2 separate regions of the Danio rerio genome follow, and region 2 is linked to region 1. Evidence: chromatin contacts called from public Hi-C data. All regions are on one chromosome and are shown on one strand. The core of a region is the stretch at or near the end of the contact, and the rest is flanking DNA. Distances in the headings are between cores, read along the strand shown.

The links. A called contact is a pair of places that touch in the nucleus more often than the background predicts.
Region 2: a contact with region 1 is called in a Hi-C map of hematopoietic stem cells, with 1.8 times the contacts expected there. The contact joins the promoter of ndufb3 here to the promoter of bzw1b in region 1. A contact is called at or near these places in 2 of 18 Hi-C or Micro-C datasets (hematopoietic stem cells and an unstated tissue) and 1 of 4 datasets of contacts at active chromatin or transcription factors (embryo).

The regions. Positions count from the first base shown.
Region 1 is chr9:380,928-385,128 of GRCz12tu, reverse strand. It overlaps bzw1b (basic leucine zipper and W2 domains 1b), which reads right to left and starts at 1,943. Exons shown (of 12, transcript NM_213092.1): 1 at 1,889-1,943; 2 at 1,424-1,493; 3 at 382-558; 4 at 1-34. The coding sequence starts at 1,487.
Region 2 is chr9:690,550-694,742 of GRCz12tu, reverse strand. It overlaps ndufb3 (NADH:ubiquinone oxidoreductase subunit B3), which reads left to right and starts at 2,868. Exons shown (of 4, transcript NM_001302470.1): 1 at 2,868-3,030. ybey (ybeY metalloendoribonuclease) reads right to left here and starts at 3,354. Exons shown (of 4, transcript NM_212594.2): 1 at 2,983-3,354; 2 at 1,899-2,030; 3 at 978-1,046. The coding sequence starts at 3,192.

The DNA of each region.
Region 1 (4,201 bases), core at 694-3,193:
CGGGTCATGTCGTCGGATAAGGCACCTCCCGGAGCTGAAGAGCAGATGGGAAAACTTAGCTTAAACACGCCTCAAACTGCAGTCCTAAACCATTCCTTTGTGGACGGGAAGGCCTCAAATGTAAACAAATTAAATATTAAACTACTAAAAGGAAAAAAATAAATAAAATAAAATTGTTTAGACAGTTTAGACCAACCAAAACCTAAAATGGTGACATCTGGTGGCAAATAATGGCATAAAATATCCAAACAGCCCATCCAAAATATCCTTAAACTTCTAGATTAAGCGGGAAAAAGATTTTTCACAAAACCGTTCTTATGGAAGCTTGATGTAAACGCTAGACGGCTGGAAACTCCTGAAATCCTTCATTCCAGCACTTACCCAGCATTCCACCAGCCACCAGGATGTCGAACAGCGTTTCTGCATAGCGCCGATAATCAAGCTTGGCTCCAGAGGAATCGAGGAACTTGGCAACGGCCTCTAAATCAGTGCCAGTTTGGTTTAGTCCTTGTACAATGCTCTCTTGAAACTGTGAAGGGTCAAATCTCTCCTTTTCATCTGTTCAACAGGAAGAGGAAACAGAAAAATGAGGTCAACTTGGACTATTGCTCATGATTGCAGGTAAAAGAATTGGACTTTCATGCTGTAAAAGGACTGGATTTCAACAACAAGGGGGAAAATAGAGAAAAACCTGCAATTAAATGAAATACTTTAATTTGAACTACAAATTGATTTAAAATGACAACCAGTGACAAAAATAAAGTTTAACTGATAGTCGCCATTGTAGTTTTAAATAACTATTAATAATAATAATAATAATAATAATAAATAATCGAAATAAATCCAATTTCAGTCAGGGAAAAAAAAAATTAAATCACTCATACATATGCAGACCTACAACACAAATGGCATTTAATAGGTAAATTTATTTAAAATACACATTGTATTAAACACTAAAGTCTTATATATATATATATATATATATATATATATATATATATATATATATATATATATATATATATATATATATATATATATATATATATATATATATATGTGTGTGTTTTTTTTGCTTTAAATAGCTGGCAACTAGTCAATTTCATTTATTTAATAGATACACACACACTAATAATAATAATAATAATAATAATAATAATAATAATAATATATATATATATATATATATATATATATATATATATATATATATATATATATATATATACATACATATATATATATATATATATATATATATATATATAAACAAACAATTAAATCGATTAAAAAAATAAACAAAAACTAACTAGCATGGTTAAGACGTGTTACCAAAAAGCAAGGTGGAAATGTACGAATACAGGAGTTTAAAGAAAGAAAAACTTTAGAAATGCCAACATTAAGACTGAAAACCCAAACGAACCTCTCTTTCGGGTCTTGAACCGCTGGCCTGTAAGCGTCGGCTTCTGCTGCTTTTGATAACTCATAAAAAACGCCCTGGAGGAGGAAAACACTTCCGGTTAACAGGACACGCGGACAGAAGAGAAGCAGACGGAAAGTTAATTACTTTCACTTCCGGAAGAGAAAACGCGAGTCTCGAGACAAAGGCAACAACTTAACAATAACATGCCCTCAAAAATACCACAAAACTTTGAAAAAGTACTCGAACACGTTACCCTTCTGATTAAAGCTTCTACTGAATCACTAACGTTAAACTATATTGCTCTGAAATGGCGTATCAGTGTTTTTACCCCATCACACAGGCTACTTTAAATGAGTAAACTTAAAAAGAGGAAAATAGTTCAGCAGAGATAATCAAATAGGTACCATTTACATAAATCAAATAATAAACAACTACAATATATTAAACTACTTCAAAGAGGTACTTACCGAAATAGTAAAGTTAGATAACTGTTTGAGAGCCGTTAACAAGTAAACACACGACCGCAAAGAAGATCTGAACTGAGCCGAGCCGCTCGAGCTACTTAAAAAGGCTGGGCGAGTTCATTAGCTGAGGGGGGAACAGAGAGGATAAATGCCAGAACATGGACAAAATGGGGAAATATACATGTTTATCTTTTATCAGCTTTACTTATATGTCATTGTACATGTCATATGCATACTCAAACAAAGTAGTTATTTGTATTATGTTGGAAATACTTACCTTAAGTTTTACTCCTCCACCTTTTAAAACGCAGACATAAAAGTTTTTCTGGATTTCGCAATCATGAATCACACAGGCCCCCGTAAGAGAGACGTCACGTCAATAAAATGACTAATGTACCACTGATTCTTGTAAAGTGGGACAAAACGTGCTGAACTGTAGAAAACAGCAACACCACACTGATAGAGACCAGTAAAACCTTTCACAGCATAAATAAAGTCGAATGATCCACAAGCTGAAGGTCCCTTTGATGAAATGTGATGATCTTAAAACATCTTGTGTCTTCTAATGTCATGGTGGAATAAGACAAACATATCTAAGGTTGTCAAAACACGGCTTTATTGAATCAATGAAGGTTAAAGTATTAATCAAAATGTGTCATGTTTATTTCGCTGTGTCACTATATTAAACTTCAGGTGAACAATTAATCCATACAAGTTAATCCACTGTCCAATCCAGTACTAGTAAGATGTACCGAATAAAGTGGCCGGTTATTGTGTGTGTGTGTGTGTGTGTGTGTGTGTGTGTGTGTGTGTGTGTGTGTGTGTGTGTGTGTGTGTGTGTGTGTGTATCAGTGAATGTTTTGATCTTGAGTTTTAAGCAACTTTCTCTGAAACAAAAGTTTTAGTTTTTAGTTTTAGTAACAAATTTTTAAAAAGCGTATTTAAAGTAGAAAGCTAACATCAGGGTATCACTATATCAAGTACAAGATTTGTGTTCGGTTTATCACAATATAATATTCCTCATATATAATGTAACACCCCATATAATGAAAATACAGAAATATGTTGAGGAATTAGCTGGTCTTTAAAGTTATTGCTTAACTCATTTAGCGCTCTGTTAACACAACGAAGCACAATAGTAAATAATAAAAGCAAACACATTTTTTCATTCATTTTCTTTTCGGTTTAGTCCATTTAATAATCGGTGGCCTAATGGATTATGCACTGACCATCTAAGCCACGGGCTGTGAGTTCAAGTGCCACCTAAGGCAGACCTCAGCAGAGTGGCGCAGCGGGGGCATGCAGGGCCCGTATCCCAGAGGCCAATGGATCACAACCATCCTCTGCTGAAACATCTTCATTTACACATATAGAGCCGACTTGCAAGATATTTCGCTCAATAGGCAAAAGAATGTAAATGTCCAGGCTTTGAACAAGGACTCTCAGCTCCTCTTTCATAGATGACATTAGGTAAAATAAGAAGAAAGCAGCAGCTTTCACAACGCAACCAAGTAGGAACTGTCCCTATAAAGAAGCTATCTCAGCAGAGGATGGTATTGGTCCTTCAACCTCTGGGTTATGGGCCCTGCACACTTCCACTGCTCCACTCTGCTACAAATCACCCCAGATGGAACTCAAACCCACATTCCCTGGCTTAGGAGGCCAGTGCCTTATGCATTAGGCCACTGGGGCAGAACACAACAGGTTCAGGCTTGCTGGAGATTTAGTGACCTGTGCTAAGAATTCACCTCCACAATGAGGCATCCCAGTGCACGAGGCATTTATTCTGGGTTAAATGATTTGTCCTCATGCATGCAATTAATAAATCGCACTTAATAGAGGGTGCTTTCCATACTTCAAGTGAACCAATGTCTAAACCCAGGGCCCGGTTTTTCAAAAGTAATCCACTGGGATTTTGGATAAGGGATTGGATCAAATCTTGAAAATGGGTTTTTCAAAAGAAAAAACGAATTACCTATTCGGATTAGATCACGTAATCAGACCTTTTTTGTAGGATTTGGATCACTTTGATCTAAAAAACATGGATTAAACTGATGCCATCAGAAGGGTGGATTTAGTGTGGATTTCATGCCCAAAATGTAATAAAAACATAATTAAATAATTTAATTTTTGGGTCATGCAGTATCTTACGAGATATACTATTTATTCATAAGGTTTTAATTTTATTTGTTTATCTGTCAGGCTGTAGTGATTATTGGCTTTAATGTATTCAGCCTTTCTGTATAGGCCTACAGCAAAGTAGAAAGAGTTTGGCCTCATAAAATAATCCTCCAAACAGCTGTCAAAACTGACC
Region 2 (4,193 bases), core at 1,619-4,118, 310 kb before region 1:
CACTGTGTAAATTCTTCATCTTCATTTTCTTGTCGGCTTAGTCCCTTTATTAATCCGGGGTCGCCACAGCGGAATGAACCACCAACTTATCCAGCGAGTTTTTACACAGCGGATGCCCTTCCAGCTGCAACCCATCTCTGGGAATCATCCACACACACACTACGGACAATTTAGCCTACCCAATTCACCTGTACCACATGTCTTTGGACTGTGGGGGAAACCGAAGCAACCCACGCGAACGCAGGGAGAACATGCAAACTCCACACAGAAACGCCAACTGAGCCGAGGATCGAACCAGCGACCTTCTTGCTGTGAGGCGAACGTGCTACCCACTGCGCCACTGCCTCGCCTGTGTAAATTCTGTATAAATAAATGCAATGAATCGTCACCTCCAGCCATAAAGGCGACCCGTACTGCAACACACCATACCCCTCAGTGTAAACGAGGCATTTGTGGTGCATAATATCAGAAAATAAAGATTCTAAGCTTTCATGTGCTACCATGTGTAGAGATACTGGCCCACCAAAACCTAAAAAAATGTGTCAAAGGTAACCCAAGATGTAGAATACCTCCTGCTGTCTCTAGAGCAGGGCTGGGCAAACTCGGTCCTGGAGGTCCGGTGTCCTGCACAGTTTATCTCTGTCTCTAATCAAAAACACCTGCTTATAGATTTCCAGTGATCTTGAAGACGCTGATTAGCATGTGCAGGTGTGTTTGATTAGTGTTGGAGCTCAACTGTGCAGGACACCGGCCCTCCAGGACCGAGCTTGCCCACCCCTGATCTAGAGTGTGTGTTTGAGAATAGCACACAGACGTTCTCTAACTCTCTCCTTTCAGGTTTTGATCCTAATTGTGTTGTTTTAAATGCAAATGAGGTGCTCTTTATCTTCTTTAAGCACTGGTTTACTTTTCCACTTTTCCCACAAGCCTTATGAAATGTATTTACTGTAAAGTGTGTGTGTGTGGGGGGGGGGTACCTCGTTCCACTCCTCTTCAGTTTCATGTCTGTATCCCAGTAAATGACAGATGCCATGAGCCGTGACCACCTGCGACACACACACACACACACACACGTACGTATATCAGCAGGACTGAAAACACTGAACACACTCAGGCCATGTTCACTCTAACTTTAAAGCAGGGGTGTCCAAACTCGGTCCTGGAGGGCCGGTGTCCTGGAGAGTTTAGCTCCAACCCTAATCAAACACACCTGAACCAGCTGATCAAGCTCTTACTAGGTATACTAGAAACCTCCATGCAGATGTGTTGAAGCGAGTTGGAGATCAAGTCAGCAGGACACAGACCCTCCAGGACCGAGTTTGGACACCCCTGGTTCAAAGCATATTTTTTCTCTCCATTTAGTCCTTCCGTCCACACTGAGACTCGAGTTTAGGAAACTAAAATGCATCTTTTTGAAAACACTGTCCAAAGAGGATAAATGTGGAAATAGAGGCTTTGGAAAATGATGATCATTTTAGTCATGTGACCAATCTAGCTAACATGCTGGAGGACACTGTTGCATTAAAATGCATTAACGAGCAGTGGGACAGGTGTACCTAATAAAGTGGCCGGTGAGTGTATACATGTTTACTTTGCACACTTTAATCCTCATTTAATATTATGAATGTCAAATCTCATCTATTTGATTTAACTGCTTGGCCTAATCCAGGGGTGTCTGTCTCAGTCCTGGAGGGCTGCTGTCCTACATAGTTCTTCCTTCACACACCTCCCTGCAAGTGTCTAGTATACCTGATAAGAGCTTGATTAGATAGTTCAGGTGTGTTTAATTGGAGTTAGAACTAAAATATGCAGGACACCGGCCCTCAAGAACCAAGTCTGGACATATCTGGCCTGAACTATATTCATTCTGTGATGTGCACATGTGCGGTCATCGTTACCGTCAGCGTCTGGTGCAGATCCTGCTTGGTCTCTTTACACTGCTGCATCACGTACTCCACCCCTAAGAAGATGTCCCCTAGGTTGTACTCATCCCTCTGTAGGGCACACGGCACTTTTCCCGGCCTCAGGTCCTTCACAATGACACAAACACAAGTCATTACTGTGCTCCGGTTAGTAATGGATTATAGGGATGACCAATATAGACACTACATTCACAAAATATATCACAAGATTGCTATGGTTGTTACCATAGCAACTGTAGAATCACCACAGCAGATTAATTGCAACAGTTGTCATGTTACTGTAGCAACAGTAGAATCACCACAGGATTACTATTGTTGTTACCATGGCAACTGTAGAATGACCACGAGATCAATTACTATAGTTGTTGTGTTGCCATAGCAACTGTAGAATCACCACAACAGATTAATTACAATAGTTGTTACCATAGCAACTGTAGAATCCCCACAGCAGATTAATCACTATAGTTGTTGTTACCGTAGCAACTGTAGAATCACCACAACATATTAATTACTATTGTTGTTACCATAGCAACTGTAGAATCACCACAACAGATTAATCGCTATAGTTGTTGTTACCATAGCGACTGTAGAATCACCATAACAGATCAATTACAATAGTTGTTACCATAGCAACAGTAGAATCACCACAGCAGATTAATCACTATAGTTGTTACCATAGCAACAGTAGAATCACCACAGCAGATTAATCACTATAGTTGTTACCATAGCAACAGTAGAATCACCACAGCAGATTAATCACTATAGTTGTTGTTACCGTAGCAACTGTAGAATCACCACAACATATTAATTACTATAGTTGTTACCATAGCAACTGTAGAATCACCACAACAGATTAATCGCTATAGTTGTTGTTATCACAGCAACTGTAGAATCACCACAGTAAATTAATCACTATAGTTGTTACCATAGCGACTGTAGAATCACCACAACAGATCAATTCCTCTAATGTATAAGCACTACAGTATCGTTTATTTTATATTATGTTTAAGTGTAACCACTGAGGCTGTTCTTGCTCCAGTCTGACAGCCGCGGTGTGTACCTCATAGAAGGGGAAGGACAGCACGTCTGTGGGCTGATTCCTCCGCCGGTAAGTGTGGTTGATGCGCTGGATCTTGCGGTTGTCCACGCAGATGATGCCCATGTCGAACTTCTGCACGCCGAAGATGTGTCTGAGGATCTCCACATCCCTGCGGAGCCGCGCGCGCCTCACCGGAACCACATTCTGTAGATTCCGAACAATAACACCCATCACTGACCGCACCACCGGCGGGGGGAAGGCTGACCAACACACCGGCAACACCGTCGAAACATCTAACGTTACAGGGGACACGCGGGGAAACAGCGGTCATTTCCAACACACTCACATGATCTTCACTTTCACCCTGTTCATTGATTCGGAAAGTGATTCTGCGCATGCGCTTGAGCAAGTGAACTTAAAGGGATACACCCGCGGCCGGAAGTTAACGAGAATTGCTTGAATTGTTTCTTAAATTGTATTTTATTAACTGCAACTCAACCGTCACACTAATGTAAAAACTAATTATACCGAGTATTGTTCATATTATTTGTTACATTACTCATTTAATTAACGTCCTACACCTAACCTCAAACACAACCCGCAAAGTAATGTAAAAAGTAATTATACAGAATATTATTCAATAAATGACCCATTATATAACATTTTATAAATTTCTAACCATAAACACAACCCTCACATTAATTTAAATATATAAATGATTGTTGTACAGTGTCACAAAATTATGCTGTGAGTATCCGCAGCTGTATCTCTTCTAGACTACACGTCGGGAAACTGTCAAAATAAAAGTCTACTAGTTTTGTTATTTATTTTATTTTAGGTTTGTTTGACAACTGACAGATACATTGCACGTAATATACGTAAAATAATAGAGAAATATACAAGTTATGTGTCAGAATTAGTCAGATTGATATTTTGCATCTGCAGTCCCTGGACTGATGGTAAAATAATCACCCTAAAAATATAATTAATATGCTTCAAATGCGAATTTGCACCATTCCTAAAAAATGAACAGTTCACAAATTTAATTATACGCTACCTAAAACTAGAATCTCACTCAAACATACACACCTGTGAGGGGAAAATGACAAATAAATCACCAATAATAAAACTAATAGATTAATAAAACCGTTGGACAGTTAATTACCTTAATAGACATTTTACAGTTATTTGTTGAAACACTTTTGATCATCTTTTTTTATTGTTATTATTTC